Regions from separate parts of the Sus scrofa genome. Here regions 1, 2 and 3 are each linked to region 4. A link is a contact called in public HiChIP or PLAC-seq and promoter capture Hi-C data. All regions are on one chromosome and are shown on one strand. The core of a region is the stretch at or near the end of the contact, and the rest is flanking DNA. Distances in the headings are between cores, read along the strand shown.

What was found. Promoter capture Hi-C pulls out the DNA fragments that hold promoters and counts their contacts. HiChIP or PLAC-seq counts read pairs in DNA pulled down with a chosen protein or histone mark.
Region 1: an H3K27ac HiChIP or PLAC-seq map of alveolar macrophages shows a contact between it and region 4. The contact joins the enhancer-like site here to the promoter of MRPS18A in region 4. A contact is called at or near these places in 4 of 47 Hi-C or Micro-C datasets (fetal liver, psoas muscle, retroperitoneal adipose tissue and 1 more) and 2 of 2 datasets of contacts at active chromatin or transcription factors (alveolar macrophages and skeletal muscle).
Region 2: a contact with region 4 is called in an H3K27ac HiChIP or PLAC-seq map of alveolar macrophages. The contact joins the promoter of C7H6orf223 here to the promoter of MRPS18A in region 4. A contact is called at or near these places in 1 of 47 Hi-C or Micro-C datasets (embryonic fibroblasts) and 2 of 2 datasets of contacts at active chromatin or transcription factors (alveolar macrophages and skeletal muscle).
Region 3: a contact with region 4 is called in a promoter capture Hi-C map of fetal liver, with 4 times the contacts expected there. The contact joins the promoter of TMEM63B here to the promoter of MRPS18A in region 4. A contact is called at or near these places in 2 of 5 promoter capture datasets (fetal liver and liver) and 1 of 2 datasets of contacts at active chromatin or transcription factors (alveolar macrophages).

Annotation. Positions count from the first base shown.
Region 1 is chr7:39,077,376-39,080,842 of Sscrofa11.1, reverse strand. No RefSeq gene overlaps it. Among named protein-coding and RNA genes, the nearest start is that of TMEM63B, 59 kb to the left of the region's middle. Within about 2 kb of position 1,667, at least 37 of the 83 cell types and tissues checked have an H3K27ac peak or open chromatin away from gene starts, as enhancers often do. A contact at or near this core is called in alveolar macrophages and retroperitoneal adipose tissue, where this site is marked.
Region 2 is chr7:38,991,254-38,994,731 of Sscrofa11.1, reverse strand. It overlaps C7H6orf223, which reads right to left and starts at 1,291. Exons shown (of 5, transcript XM_021100037.1): 1 at 1,129-1,291. The coding sequence starts at 1,291.
Region 3 is chr7:39,135,591-39,139,032 of Sscrofa11.1, reverse strand. It overlaps TMEM63B (CSC1-like protein 2), which reads right to left and starts at 1,349. Exons shown (of 24, transcript XM_005666056.3): 1 at 1,075-1,349. It overlaps MRPL14 (39S ribosomal protein L14, mitochondrial), which reads left to right and starts at 697. Exons shown (of 3, transcript XM_001929561.5): 1 at 697-819.
Region 4 is chr7:38,655,600-38,658,841 of Sscrofa11.1, reverse strand. MRPS18A (39S ribosomal protein S18a, mitochondrial) reads left to right here and starts at 1,370. Exons shown (of 7, transcript XM_021098784.1): 1 at 1,370-1,909. The coding sequence starts at 1,811.

The DNA.
Region 1 (3,467 bases), core at 418-2,917, 420 kb before region 4:
CCCAGCCCACCACCCCAACAGAGGCTGGCGGTTTGGGACAAGGGACGGCCCCCTGGCAGGGCACAGCAGCTGTCAGAATCCGAGGGAGTGTGAGCCATCGGGGCAGGGGCAGGGACTCCTGGACCCAGGCAGGGCTATCCCTGGGTGTCCTGAGCCCCCATCTTCCAGCTTGGTTGCCTTCCCCTGTCCCTGAAAGCTGGCTCAAAACTCTTCAGCATGTCTCCCTTACTTGGGGCCAGCCCAGCCACCACTCTTCCTTGGCTCCTGGTTTTCATTTGTTTCTCTGAGTTTTTGTCCCCTTTTCCAGATCCATGAGTGCAGCAGCAAATGCAAATACATTTCCATCAGTTCCCAGTGGCCAGCAGAGGGCGCCTCCCAAAAGCCGGAGGTACCGGGGAGGGAGCGAATCCGCTTCCCTGGATCGAGGCACTGTGCAAAACCCAGGCTCATGGGTCCGATTGTGTGAAAGGAAACTGACCCAGGACGCCTTTCTTCCTGGCGATCTAGACTTAACCTGTCAGCAGAGGGCTAGAGATTGGACCACATGTTGAACCCAGGTGGCTGCCTTGGACGTGAACCCAGGTGGCCCCTGGAGGGCAGAGGATGAAGGCGCTGCCCCCTCCCAGCAGCCCAAATGAGGACGGGGCACTGGAGGTCGCCAGCTTTCCTCCCCTGACCCTGAGAGAAGTGTTGGGAGGGGCTGTATAGAATAGCTGGTGTCCCACCCTGTGGGAGGAGCTGCTGTGGACATCTGGGCCACATCTGGATTCCTGGCAGCACCGGGGGGCTGGTCTGTCTGGGATCTTCCAGAGATATATCATCCATCCTTTGGTGGCTTCTAATCACTGCATTCTTGGGGAGCTCTTTACACACAGGTGTATAGGACACAGCCCCGTAAGGCCAGTGAATTCATGCCAGTCCAGGGGGGATCCTCCTAATATTCAGTCCTTTGGACATAGAGCAGCCTGTTCTTCGGGGCCATCAGACCTTTCTGCCGCCCTCTTCGAGTGCGTGTATGAGACGCTGGGCTTACCCCTGTGGAAACCCTGGGAAATAGACTCCAGCGTCCATCCTGTCCATCTCCCTTCCTCCGGGAGGGTGGTAAGAGAGAGGAGGATGAGGCTACAGTACCTCTTAGGGACCCCACCCCATGAAAGGCGGAATGGAGAAGCACTGGCTGTGGGTCATCTCACTCACACAAAAGCCTGGGAATGGTACTGGAAGGGGAAGAGGGGAGCGGGGACAGCAGGAGTGGTTCTTTCTTGGGTTTGGGTTTTGGGTTTTGGGGGAAAGGACAACACGGAGAAAAACCCTCTTGGTCGGCTAGGTTCCGAGACGTCCAGGGAGGGAACAGGGGGCTGGCCGGAATGGCCTTGAAGTAGGGAGCGACGGCGAGGGGGGGAGGGGGAGAGCGTGGCGCCCACCCAGGGTCCCCTCGCAGCCCCTCTCCCCCAGCCCTCGGCGTCCCGTCCCGCCACGGCCCCTCCTCCAGACCTGGGCGCCGCCTCCCCCTCCCCTCCTCCTCCCCCTCCCACCCGGCGCTGCAGCTGCTGCCGACGGACCATTCTGCACGTAGCGAATGGAGGAGACGCACAAGGGAGGCCTCAAGTGCGCGCGCGCGGGAGCCGGAGCCGCACGGGCGGGGGAGCGGCTGCGGGTGCGCGTGCGCGTGCGGCGCCGGCCCGGAGCGCGCGCGCCGGTCCCTGGAGCGCGCGGCTCCTCTGCGCGCGGTGGATGGGGATGCTCGGTGGTGGGGTACCCTCCGCTCCGGGTCATCCTCTGCATTCTGTCCGCCTTCCAGCAAACCCTACCTCTCCCCAGGCCCCTTTTCATCATCCACTCCAACGGCACGGACCTTCGCGCGCAGTAGGCGCTTCACGGTAGCTGGGTGCTGAAATGAATTGATTCTCTAGCCCTCTTCATCCCCTGGGTCATTGTTTGACAGTTGGCTGGGTCCTGGGCTGGGGGTCACAGACGGCTGAAAACTCTGGTCCCTTGGGGACTAGATTCACAACTCTATAGTTCCACCTTTGCCCCAGGAGCTCTCAGCTGTACCAGAATCCAGGGCAGGCCATACGAGGCCTCTAGAGGCCCTTGACAGATGGCTGTCAAGGACAAACAAATGAGTTCTTTGACCTCTATCCCTGTCACCTCTTCCCTCTGTATGTCACCTGTACAACTCCCACTCCCTGCGGCATCCAGGAGAGGACTGGGCTCTGCCCACACTGCTGGCAAAGGTGTGGTATGGTGAACACAGTCTGTGGGGAGAGGACATGCCAGCCTGTGACAGGCAGTGCTCATCTTGGAAGTGATCTCCTAATTCCCCAGGCACCCTCCCCACTTTCTGAGCTCCTGACCCTGGAAGCTGGTAAATGGGTGGCCTGGAGGCTGCCCCTTCCTTCCCTAGTTGGCATAGGCTGGCACCTCACTCCACCCTCCCTGCCCCTCAGAGGCATGGGATGAGGCCTCTCTGTGCTGCTCCGGCCTTGGGCAAGGCAGGTGCAGGCCCTTGCAAAGGTTGTTTTTTTTTTTTTTTTTAGGGCCGCACCCATGGCATATGGAAGTTCCCAGGCTGGAGGTGGAATCAGAATTGCAGCTGCTGGCACAGCCACAGCCACAGCAATGCCAGATCCAAGGCACATTTGTGACCTATGCCACAGCTTGCGGCAACGCCAGATCCTTAACCCACTGAGCGAGGTCAGGGATGAAACCCACATCTTCATGGATACTAGTCAGGTTCTTAACCTGATGAGCCACAATGGGAACTCCTCAAATGGGGGGTTTGAATAGGACTGGCCACCTGTTGGACCTCCTGTTAGAGGGGATGAGTTGAAGGGGACTGGCTGGTGGCATGTGGGGTGAAGGTGGCTGAGGGTTTTTTCTCACATGTTAACTTGACCTTGCTCAAATTTTCTCATTGAGCCTCAGTTTCCCGTCTAAGGGGAGCACAGCTTTCACCTAGTGGAGCTGTTGAGGATTAATGTGGAGTCTGCATATAACATGCTTCACGTGTTGGAGGCAGGTGCTTTGTAAGAGCTAAATCTTTTTTTTTTTTTTAAATTATTGTGTGTGGACTGTCTGGAAGGCTGGGGACATTTCCTTCAGCTATGTTTCCAGAGAGAGTGAATACATATTCCAGATCTCCTTGGAATTTGGAGGTGGGTTTTGCGAAAACTACAGAGAAACCAGTAATATGTCATACTTCTGTCATCTTCTAAGAATGAACCATTTCATGCTAGTTTTCCAGACATTCATATCTGAGACCTTAAAAAGAGATATTTGGGATGGAAATCACTAGTGGATATTACACACTTTCCTGCCTTCTTAATCAGAGGTTATAGAACATGTGAGTTCTTATGACTCAGAGCTGTGGTTGCAAGTGTCCATCATGATCCCTGGTTGTAATACAGAGAAAATCCCAAGTCTTGTTTCACCCTACACTAAAGGCTTATTCTATGATGGCTATA
Region 2 (3,478 bases), core at 42-2,541, 340 kb before region 4:
TGCGCCATGATGGGAACTCCGGGAGGAGCTTGTCTTGAACCTGACTTTCACAGCACACACACTGATTTCTTGGAGTGAGCGGGAGGGGGGTGGTTGACTTGGCCGCTCTGCTCCCTCTCCTGGCACTGACCCCTCCACCTAGCTCAGGGCTCTGCCCATGGGCATGCCATGGCATGGGACTGTGGATCTGGGGGGTGAGGGAGGGCGGGGGAGAGGTTATGGATCAGAAGGACCTGTTCCTTTGGCAGCTGTGCTGGAATCAGTGCTAGAGGGCACCCCCTCAACTCCTTCCCCTGCTTCCTGGCCTGGCCCCCTGGGGGTCAGGACTGAAGGGCTGAGCCATGCTGAATGGAGAGCGGTGCCCTACTCCTTGCCAGGAGGACCAGCTGGAAGAGGTGCTTCCTTTAAGGGTGTGTAGAAGGTCAGAGCGTAGGGCACCCCAGCACCGCCCTGGACCAGGTGCTTCTCACCCGCCCACGCCTTGCCAGCAGGAGCTGGGTCATATGATAGGGACTGGGGACACAGGGTGGCAGGTGTAATAGGAGCCGACATCCTCCTCGGCCTGCCCTGTGACTATATTAAGTTCTATGCCCGCCTCCCCTCTGCCCTGCCCCCAGGACTTTCCCTCGCCCCCCACCCAGAGGATCCTGCATGCAGACCATGCAGACGGACGAGGAGGAGTCGGAGGAGTCTGTTCCTCTCCCCATCTGCTGTCCTAGGAGAGGGGCAGGAGCCTAATGAGGGCAGAACCAGAGGGTGGGGAAGCGGAGGCAGTAAATTTAGGCCTTGGGTGCTAATGAGCTGTAGAGGGAAGCGCCTGGGGTGGGGGGCCGGATGCTGCCTGTTCCTGAGGCCTTAGCACCCCTCCCCCACTGCCACCCACTGCGTGTCCCCCATCCCCCTGCTGCCACCCACACACATCACCCAGGGCACACACTTGCCAGCAGCTGAGACGCGATTTATGCTTTTCCAGGCCCACTGCAACGGTCCCTTGCACATGTGTACCCCAGGAGCCCATTACCACCCTCGAACTCTGTCCAGGTACCCACGCCAGCACACAGACACCCAGGCCTGCACACAGGCACCCAAACCTGCACAGAGGCACTCGCGTCTGCACACAGGACTCACATCTGCACACAGGCACCCATGCATGCTTGTAGCCCCGTGGGCTCACATATACACCATTGGCCATTTCTCGAAGCCCCTGGAGCCTGTGGCTGAAGCAGAGGAGCCCTGGGGCTGCAGGGAGCTGGGGGATGTAGTCTGGGGGATGCAGGGCTTTGCACCCCATGCCTAGACCTAAGGGCTCAGTCTCTGTCTCCAGCTACCCACACTGGGACTCACCACCCCTGGGGTGAGGGGCCAGAAGCCCCAGGAAGCCCTGCCTTCTCCCCAGAGTGAGGGCAGAGGACAGGACAGGGTTTATTAATAACCTCACTCCTGACTGGGAAGGCCTGTGCCGAATCCCCAAACTCAAGCCAATCAGAGCAGAACTTTCCAGGAATGTCACCCCAAAGCAAGCATTCCTCTGACTCCAGGGATATTTCCCTCTGCTGACTTCATCCTCTCGGTGCGTGGGGCTCCTGCCAGGCTGCCCTGGCTCTGCCCCGCAGGCCCTCTGTCACCTGGCAGCTGACATCTGCCCTGGCTGCCGCCCAGAGAAGGTCACAGCATGTGGGTGATGGGGCCGGGATTAGAAGTGCTTCCTCTGTCACCCAGCTTGTCTGCTCCCTGCTCCCCCAAATCGAGGACCGCTGAGCCCTCTGTGTTGGGAGTCACCCACCCATGGCACCATGACGCCGCCCTGGCACCTCACTCCACACCTCACTCCACACCAGGAGGAGCCCTGAAGGTGGTGAGCCTGGGCCGGCTTTCTGGCCTGGTGACCTTGGGCAAGCAGAATGTGCCTGGTTTGTGGCTCAACTTCATCCTTCATAAAATGAAGATAAAAAAGTCCGCCCAAAAGTGGCTGTGAGGATGAGGGTGTGTGATGGCTGCTATGAACTATAAAGGGCTGTGCAAGAGTCTATAAAGGAAGTGGATTTTAGGCTCCTGCCTCTCTCACTAATTCCATTCCCATCTTCGTCCCCACCACCACCATCACCGACACATCCATCTCCGTTCCACTGTCACCTCCTCCGTCACACAATCACTGCCATCAGCTTCAGCACCATCACTCTGCTCCCACACCAGGACTTCCATCACCACCCCCAAGGTGTCACCACTCCATCATTCCAAGAACTCTTTTCAACATGTCCACTGTTCAAGGTCATGTTCAAGAGCTTTTGGAGATTAGTTCTGCCCAGGGTCCCCCCCCCCACACACACACCAGGGTCCCATACACCGGGAATGGCCTCTGTCTCTCACTTCCTCTGAGCCCTGACACACCACTCATCTCTGCCAGGAACTGTGCCTGAGTCAACTCGGCCTTACTCCGATTACTTCTGTACACTGTGGCTCAGCTTCACTTGGCCCCTTCCTGGGCAGTGTGTATGCGTGTGTACTCATACCCACACTGTTTAAACTGGTCTCTAATGTCAGCCTCCACCCAGATGTCCTACACAGAGATGGTGGCTTTGGGTGCCACTCCTGGCTCTGACACTTTCTAGCTGTGGGACTTGGGACAAGCCAGATCTCTTTGTGCCTCCATCTTCCAAACTATAAACTGCATTTAGTTATACCATGTCTCAGAGAGTTGTAGTGAGGAGTCCTGAGATGTTGTAGATAACAGCACTTAGATGTTGTAGATACAGCAAGCGCATAGTAAGTGCTCTAAACATTAGTGATCATTCTTGTTGTTGTTGTTATTATTATTATTATTTTGCTTTTTAGGGCCGCACCTGCGGCATATGGACGTTCCCAGGCTAGGGGTCAAATCAAGAACTACCCGGCCTATGCCACAGCCACAGCAATGCAAGATTCAAGCCGCGTCTGTGACCCAGACCACAGCTCACAGCAACATTGGATCCTTAACCCACTGAGCGAGGCCAGGGATCAAACCTGCAACCTCAAGCTTCCTAGTCGGATTCATTTCCACTGCGCCACGACGGGAACTCCTCTTGGGTATTAGCAGTTTCCTCCTGCCATTGCTTGACACAGGGCTTTCTGCTGTCAATGAGAATGACTTTATTTTTGGATACACTCTGACTTTCCAATTGGACTGTCTTGGGTGGGTAGGAAGAGTTGAGCCTTTCTGAGAACTTGCTTCCAGAAGGTGCCTGAGCTTTCTGGGTAAGCGGTGGGTAGTGGGTTGGGAAGAACCATGCAGGGAGGTTGGAGCCAGGCAGATGTGAGTTTGTATCCTGACCTCACCAGCTGAGCAACTATGGGCAAGTTCTCACTTATCCCCCTCCAGCCTTGGTTTTCTCATCTGGAGAATGGATCACGGAGCAGGGCCACCGTGAGGCTGTTATCTCTGTCTACCTTGAACACAGGTGCCACAGAAAGCTATGGATGGGACTCAGGACCAGCCTACTCC
Region 3 (3,442 bases), core at 100-2,599, 480 kb before region 4:
CTGGAGCAGGAGAAAAGATAAAAGACACCGAGGGCATTGGACTTGGCGACAGTGGAATCCAAAACTCGGGGGCGGGGGCGGCAGATTCCCCACAGCGGCGGCGGGCTGATGGGGCGCAGCTGGAACCCCGGAGGGGCGCGGAGGGGACGCGCACCTGGACCGGGCAGGTGGGAGAAGAGAGGAGCTAGGGGGCCAGGGGAGAGGGGTCCCACCCCTCGGATCTCTCAAGGGGTGGGGACACAAGGCGGTGTACCTCTGGACCCCCTGTAGGGGGTGGAGGACTCATATTATTGCTTCAGGATGGTGCGGGGTTGGGGGCAGCGCCCGGCACCACTGGGTCCCGCGGGCCCGGGCACCTCTGGGTCCCGCAGGAGGCTGAAGGGAGGGGACGCGCAGCCGAGTCCGGGGTTTTTCTTTGGATGGTGGTGGGATCCTCAAAGAAAAGAGAGGGGGCCGGGGAAGGGTCGCGTACTCACCCCCAGGCGCAGACTCGGCTCCAGCTCCGAGCCCCGGGTTGGGGCGGGGCGGGGCTGGGGGAGGGGGAGGGGGAGTCGCTGGGCGGCTCGAGCTCCGGGCTCCTGCGGCGGCCGCGGCTGTGTCTGGGGGAGGGGGAGCGGGAGGAGGGAGGGGGAGGAGGAGGGGCGTGGCCACGAAGGTCCCACCCCCCACGCCAGCTCACGCAAGGCGCGCGCGCACTCTCAGATCGCCGCCCGCCCAGCTGGGTCCGATGCGCAGGCGCAGGACTACAGGCCGCGTGGGGGGGAAGGCGGCCCTGGGCCAGTGGGGCCTGCAGCGGGATATTCCAGGGCGGCGAAGGCGGTATGGAGTGGGGGGCGGGTAGGGGACGTCACGCTCCTAACTCTGCTGCTTCCCCTCTCTCTCTGCTCCCCGCAGTAGGGGAGGCGGACTCCCCTGGGTGGGTGAGGAAGGGGAGGATCTTGGGCCCTTTGGGGGCAGAGGGGCAGTGGGAGGGTCCCGACGGGGAGGGAGGCCTCTAACCCAGACCCTCCGCCCTCCCACTCCCCAAGGTCGCCCGGGCTCCCGTGGCCTCTGCGACCCCGCGCCCCCGCTTACCTACTTTCCCGAGGAAGGGGCGGGGTGCTGGCCGGCCACGCGAGGTGGCCTCGGTCGGTCACTCTGGCGCAGCTCCTCGGGTTTGTCTACTTCTCCCTTTCCTTTTCCAACCCGGGCCCTGAGATGACTTTGTGACTCGTTTGCTGGCACTTCTGTACTGTGGAGAATGAGTCCACCGCTTTCACTGTCATGCCGATGAGTGGCTCCCCCGGCCCCAGGGGGTTCCCAGGTTTCTCATTTCACCAGAGGCTGCATCTGCCAGGGATTAAGACTGGGAAGATGAGAGAGATGTGGGTGTGGGTGTGTCTGCGCGTGTGCATACTCCTGTATGTTACCCACAGGACAGATCACAAAGTCACACGGAGTACCAACTTGTTCGTTCAATTTTGGGTTCCTGGAAGGGTCTTATCCCTTCAGGCTTGAAGAGAGACAGTCTGGGACAGAAGAGAAATAGTGCTTTACACGATGGGCAGTAATTGAACTTTGCCACCCTAAGAGATTGAATGGACTGAATTGATAAAGGGTTTCACAAAAGAGCGACTTAGGCTGCTGGGGAAAAGTGGGAAGGTTGGGAGATGCTTCAGTCTGGGCTGCTGGACCGAGGAAGGGCACTGCCTACCTGGTGTGTCTGGTTCTTGTGGTTGGTCAGTGTCTTTGCTGTCTGCTGTTTTTTTTTTAAAAGAGTTCATTAGTAGCTTGTGGGATATAACTGTAAGGTTTTGATGCAGTTCAAACTGAATCCTCATTCAAACTGCATCCCGTTGGTTGATTGGAAGTCCATTTGGTGGATCGTGGCTATCATTTAAGAAATGGAGTTCCTGTCGTGGCGCAGTGGTTAACGAATCCGACTAGGAACCATGAGGTTGCGGGTTCGATCCCTGCCCTTGCTCAGTGGGTTAAGGATCCAGCATTGCCGTGAGCTGTGGTGTAGGTTGCAGACGTGGCTCGGATCCCGCATTGCTGTGACTCTGGCGTAGGCTGGTGGCTACAGCTCTGATTGGACCCCTAGCCTGGGAACCTCTATATGCCGCGGGAGCGGCCCAAGAAATGGCAAAAAGACAAAAAAAAAAAAAAAAGAAAAAAAGTGAAGAGTTCCTGTTGTGGCTCAGTAGAAACGAATCTGACTGGTATCAATGAGGACGCAATATTGATCCCTGGCCTCCCTCGTTAAGGGATTGGGCATTGTGGTGAGCTGTGGTGTAGGTCTCAGATGAGGCTTGGATCCTGTGTTGCTGTGGCTGTGGTGTAGGCTGGCAGCTGAAGCTTGAACTCCACCTCTAGCCTGGTTACCTCCATATACCTCGGGTGCACCCCTCCCCCCAAAAAAGAGACAGAAAAAGAAAAGAAGTGATGTAGAATAGAAAAAAAAAAAAGAATGAAATAGTGTTTCTGGATGCTTGCTTCCTCATATACACACACATGAGTGTGTATTATTAGGAAGTGTTGTACAGTGTGTTTCTGCGTGTCACAGAGAGGTACACAACACATCTGTTTCCTGTGTTCTCCTGTTTGCACTCTTGCCTTCCTCAGCCTGCATTTTCAGTCATTTGAAATTGTTCACGAGAATGCAGTTTATAGTACTAGGAATATACAGAAAAGAACAGAGTGGGGGGTTCCCATCGTGGCACAGCGGAAATGAATCTGACTAGAAACCATGAGGTTTAGGGTTTGATCCCTGGCCTTGCTCAGTGGGTTAAGGATTCAGTGTTGCCATGAGCTGTGGTGTAGGTGGCAGACCTGACTCAGATCTGGCACATTGCTGTGGCTCTGGTGTAGGCCGACAGCAACAGCTCCGATTAGACCCCTAGCCTGGGAACCTCCGTATGCCTCTGGAGTGGGTCTCTTTTTCTCAGGAAGGTTGTTACTACACCAGAAGAAGGACAGTTCACTCTTCACTTATGGGAGTAAGAACAAGAAGCATTTTGTTGGGGTAGGAAGTAGGTTGGATTACGTAGGAAGGACAGAAAGGGAGATGGGGTTAAGCTGTGTTTAGTAGACTGCCTGATGGAAGTAAGCTTTGTAGGTTTGGATTCTGGGAGCTGTTTGGGGTAGGAGCAAGCAGTTTTGGTGAAAAGGCATCTGTTCTTTTTGTGTTTTGTTTTTTTCCCCCCCTTGTTTGGAATCGTCCATTTTGTCCTTAGTGCTTCTTGGATGTATCTGTCCTATGAAACTTTTTATGTGGTGTGTTGGTTTTATGGTTGTAAAGCTGGTGTGATCCGTTGCTAGGTAGCACTAGTAATGGCTATCTGGAGTGGAAATGGAGTCTGTAGTTACCTGGTTTGGGGAGCTCTAAGGATCACTAGAAGGCATTTCTCATGTATTGTTACTTAAAAAATATTAACAGCTAGACATGTCAGCATGTGGTGCA
Region 4 (3,242 bases), core at 121-2,620:
GTTAAATTAGGATAAGACAATGAGAAGGTTAGCACTCAAATACTTTAGCTCACTAGGTCTAAAACAAACCCTAGGTGAGGCTCTGTTACTGCTCTCATCCCTGTCAGATCCCCAGAAGTTGGGGACGTAAAGAAACAAGGGGTATGGTACAAGCAGGAAGGGTTTGAGGTCATATGTACAGAAGGAAAGCAGAAGCTACAAGGAAAGCCAAGGATTTCCTGATCCTGGCCAGATCTCCGAGGCATATACCCCACCAAAACCCTCTGCTCCACTCAATAATCATTGTGTCTGTCTCACCCACCTAGATTGACCTTTCCTGCAAGCTTCCCCTTCCTAGGACATGTCTTTGCTAAATGCAGTGTTTTAAGAAAATCCAATGCCACATTTCTCCCACTCTCACCTATGGTGATACCATTCAAGTCCCCCATGCAGTTGCTGCTCTGTATCCTCCCAGTCCACCTGCATGGCAGTCCCAACTGGAAGATGGGCTCCTTCCCTAACCCCCAGGGAACATGTTCTGCCATTTAATGAACTCAATCTTCCCATCTATGAATCAGAGTACGATAACTGGAAAATATCCCTTCCGGTGTGGAAAAGAGTATCCTAACCACCATATGGAGGAATTGAGTTGTGAATGACTTTCTTTTCTTTTGTACTTCTAGGGGAATATCCTATATACATCCTGCAAGTCCAAAAGATGGAAAACTGAGCAGTCTTGTTTTCTTCTTGGTACTATAAGCTTCCTTATTAGGCAAGTATGTCAAATTTGTCATAAGTACCTAGCAAAAAGGCCATCTCAATAATTGCTTTATTAATGAGCTTATGTTTATGTTTAACTTATGTTTTATCTCATCTAATCTTAACCATATAAAATGTTTTATTATATATACATATATATGTAATTGTATGTATACATATAATGTAGATATATCCATACATACATATATATGTAATTGTATGTATACATATAATGTAGATATATACATACATACTTTACACACATTACCTGCATTATATACATTTTATATGTGTACGTGTGTATATATATACACATACACACATGTAACATATGTATCACTCATTATGTGTCAGGCACTGTGCTAAGTGCTGTAGATACGAAAGTCAACCAAAAAACAATGTCTTTGCCTTCAATGAGTTTCCAGTTTGGTGAGGAAACGCATTATACAAATACAAAGCTGAAACTAGGCAGAGTACAAAGATGGAGAGGTATCTGGTGCTGAGAACCAGTAACTGGGAAGTTAAGACTCCACAGTGTAAGTGAGGTCTGAACTGACCCTGAGAAATACGTTCACCAGCGAAAGGAAAGCGCTGAGACAAAAGAATTAAAGGCCAAGGTAGGGAGGGGCGGGGACGGGGTATTAATTCAATCCCAGGTCTACGAGATAGCTGCTGTTCCAAACCATTTCAACCTTGCCGGTAGAGACCGAGCCCCAGTCTCAAGAAGCTGAAAATCCACATCTGACCAGCAAAAAAGAAAAAGTTTTAAAGAAATAGGGGTAGTGCGGGTGATTTTACCGAAGCAGCCTGCCAGGAAACGAAGGCGACCTTGGAGACTTTGAGGACTAGCAGACAGGAGCTAAAGACCTCCCCCGGACCCTCGGAATAAGGTACAGGATTGACACAGACTCAGCTCAAAGCCCGAGAGGTGAGGAAATGTAAATGACCTAAATAACGGAGCGGGAAGCCCACAAGACGCACACTTCCTGCCCACCACTGCGGCTGCGCGCGCGCCGTTCCGGAAGCGGAAGTGCACAAAGGTCGGGATTGGTTTTCAAGATGGTGGGTCTCAATGTTCTGGTGTCTGGCTGTGGACGGCTACTCCGAGGGCTCCTGGCAGGCCCGGCCGCGACCAGCTGGGCTCGGCCTCCATCTCGCGGCTTCAGAGAAGGTGAGTCCTCGGTCCTGGTGACCTCCTAAGGTTGAAGTGAAGAAGGGAAGTTTGCTTCCTTAAGCCCCCTTGCGCCCCTCCCTCCCTGTCCTTCCTGCGGTTCTGAAACGTCGGAAATGCTGGCGCTCCCGAGTGCTTGAAATCCCTTTCCACATCATGATGCTGTAACCTTAATCTCTCACCCAGCGTGAGTGCCCTCACGGGGACGGAGATCGGAGAGAAAGGCTTGCTTATTTAGCAAGGGCAGAAAAGAAACATGTCCCAGGATTCAAAAAAGCTCTTGCTTAGCGTCTGCGTCGTAATTCGTTCCGTATTCTTCGGGCGGCCGCCTCCTTCATTAAAGGTTTCCTGCGCCATCCGGAAAGGACATCTCGATTAAAGATTCGTTCCTTCCCGAGGGCCTCCTTTTCCAGCTTCTCACCTGAAAATGCTGTAATCCAATAGTGGCTTTTCTGTCCAGTCTCCCTGAGAAGTAGAAGCTAAAGTGGAAAGGCGGCTGAACCGCTGAACTAGAGGCATATGCTGGATGGTGGTTCTACTTTTCATTAATCTTAAATCTTGGACAGGCAGCCTGATTCTAGTATTGAGCCGGGAGCTTACTGACGGCCAAGTTCTGTATTGAAAGCTTTCAAGGGATTTTGGAAAAAATGAAAATACAGCCCTTTTCCTGAGAAGTTAGGTTCTAATAAGGTGGTGTGTATATATTAGGAATTTACATGAGAAAGTACAGGGAGATTCAGTTACCGGAAACAGCAAACCCTATTAGAAGTTTTCATGAAGGGGATGTGTCTTTAATAAGCTCATAAAAGGATGGAATCTGGCAGTGAATGAAAAGATCTTTCAGGACAAAGCCTTCCTTTGTACACTGCTGGAAACAGGAAAGGATGAGTGATGTGCAAACGAAGTGAAGTGGGGTTTTTTGTTTGTTGCTTGCTTGTTTTTAAGATTCTGGCATAGTATTGACCATTACATCCTCTAACTAAAACTGAGATGTATCCAGAGGAAAATAGAGATCATTGTTGTCAGAGGGAGCAGAAAAGTCTAAAAAGAAGAGCCCATTGGAGAGAACATTGAATTTATCTCAGAAGATGTCCCTTTTTTTAGCTTTCAAACAGCAACTTCCATGGAATGGCAGACAAGGAATCCAGTTTGGGGAAATCAGAGATAATTCATGAAGAGTGGAAATAGATGGATTTGAAGAATTTAGCTGTAAAGGGAAGGTGGAACGGTTTACTAGAAAGAACAACAAAATCTGCATACTGCCTGGTTAGATAAACTCATTGATAAAGAAAGACACCAAAGAGATCATGCTGTTGATAGAAAGGACTTGCAT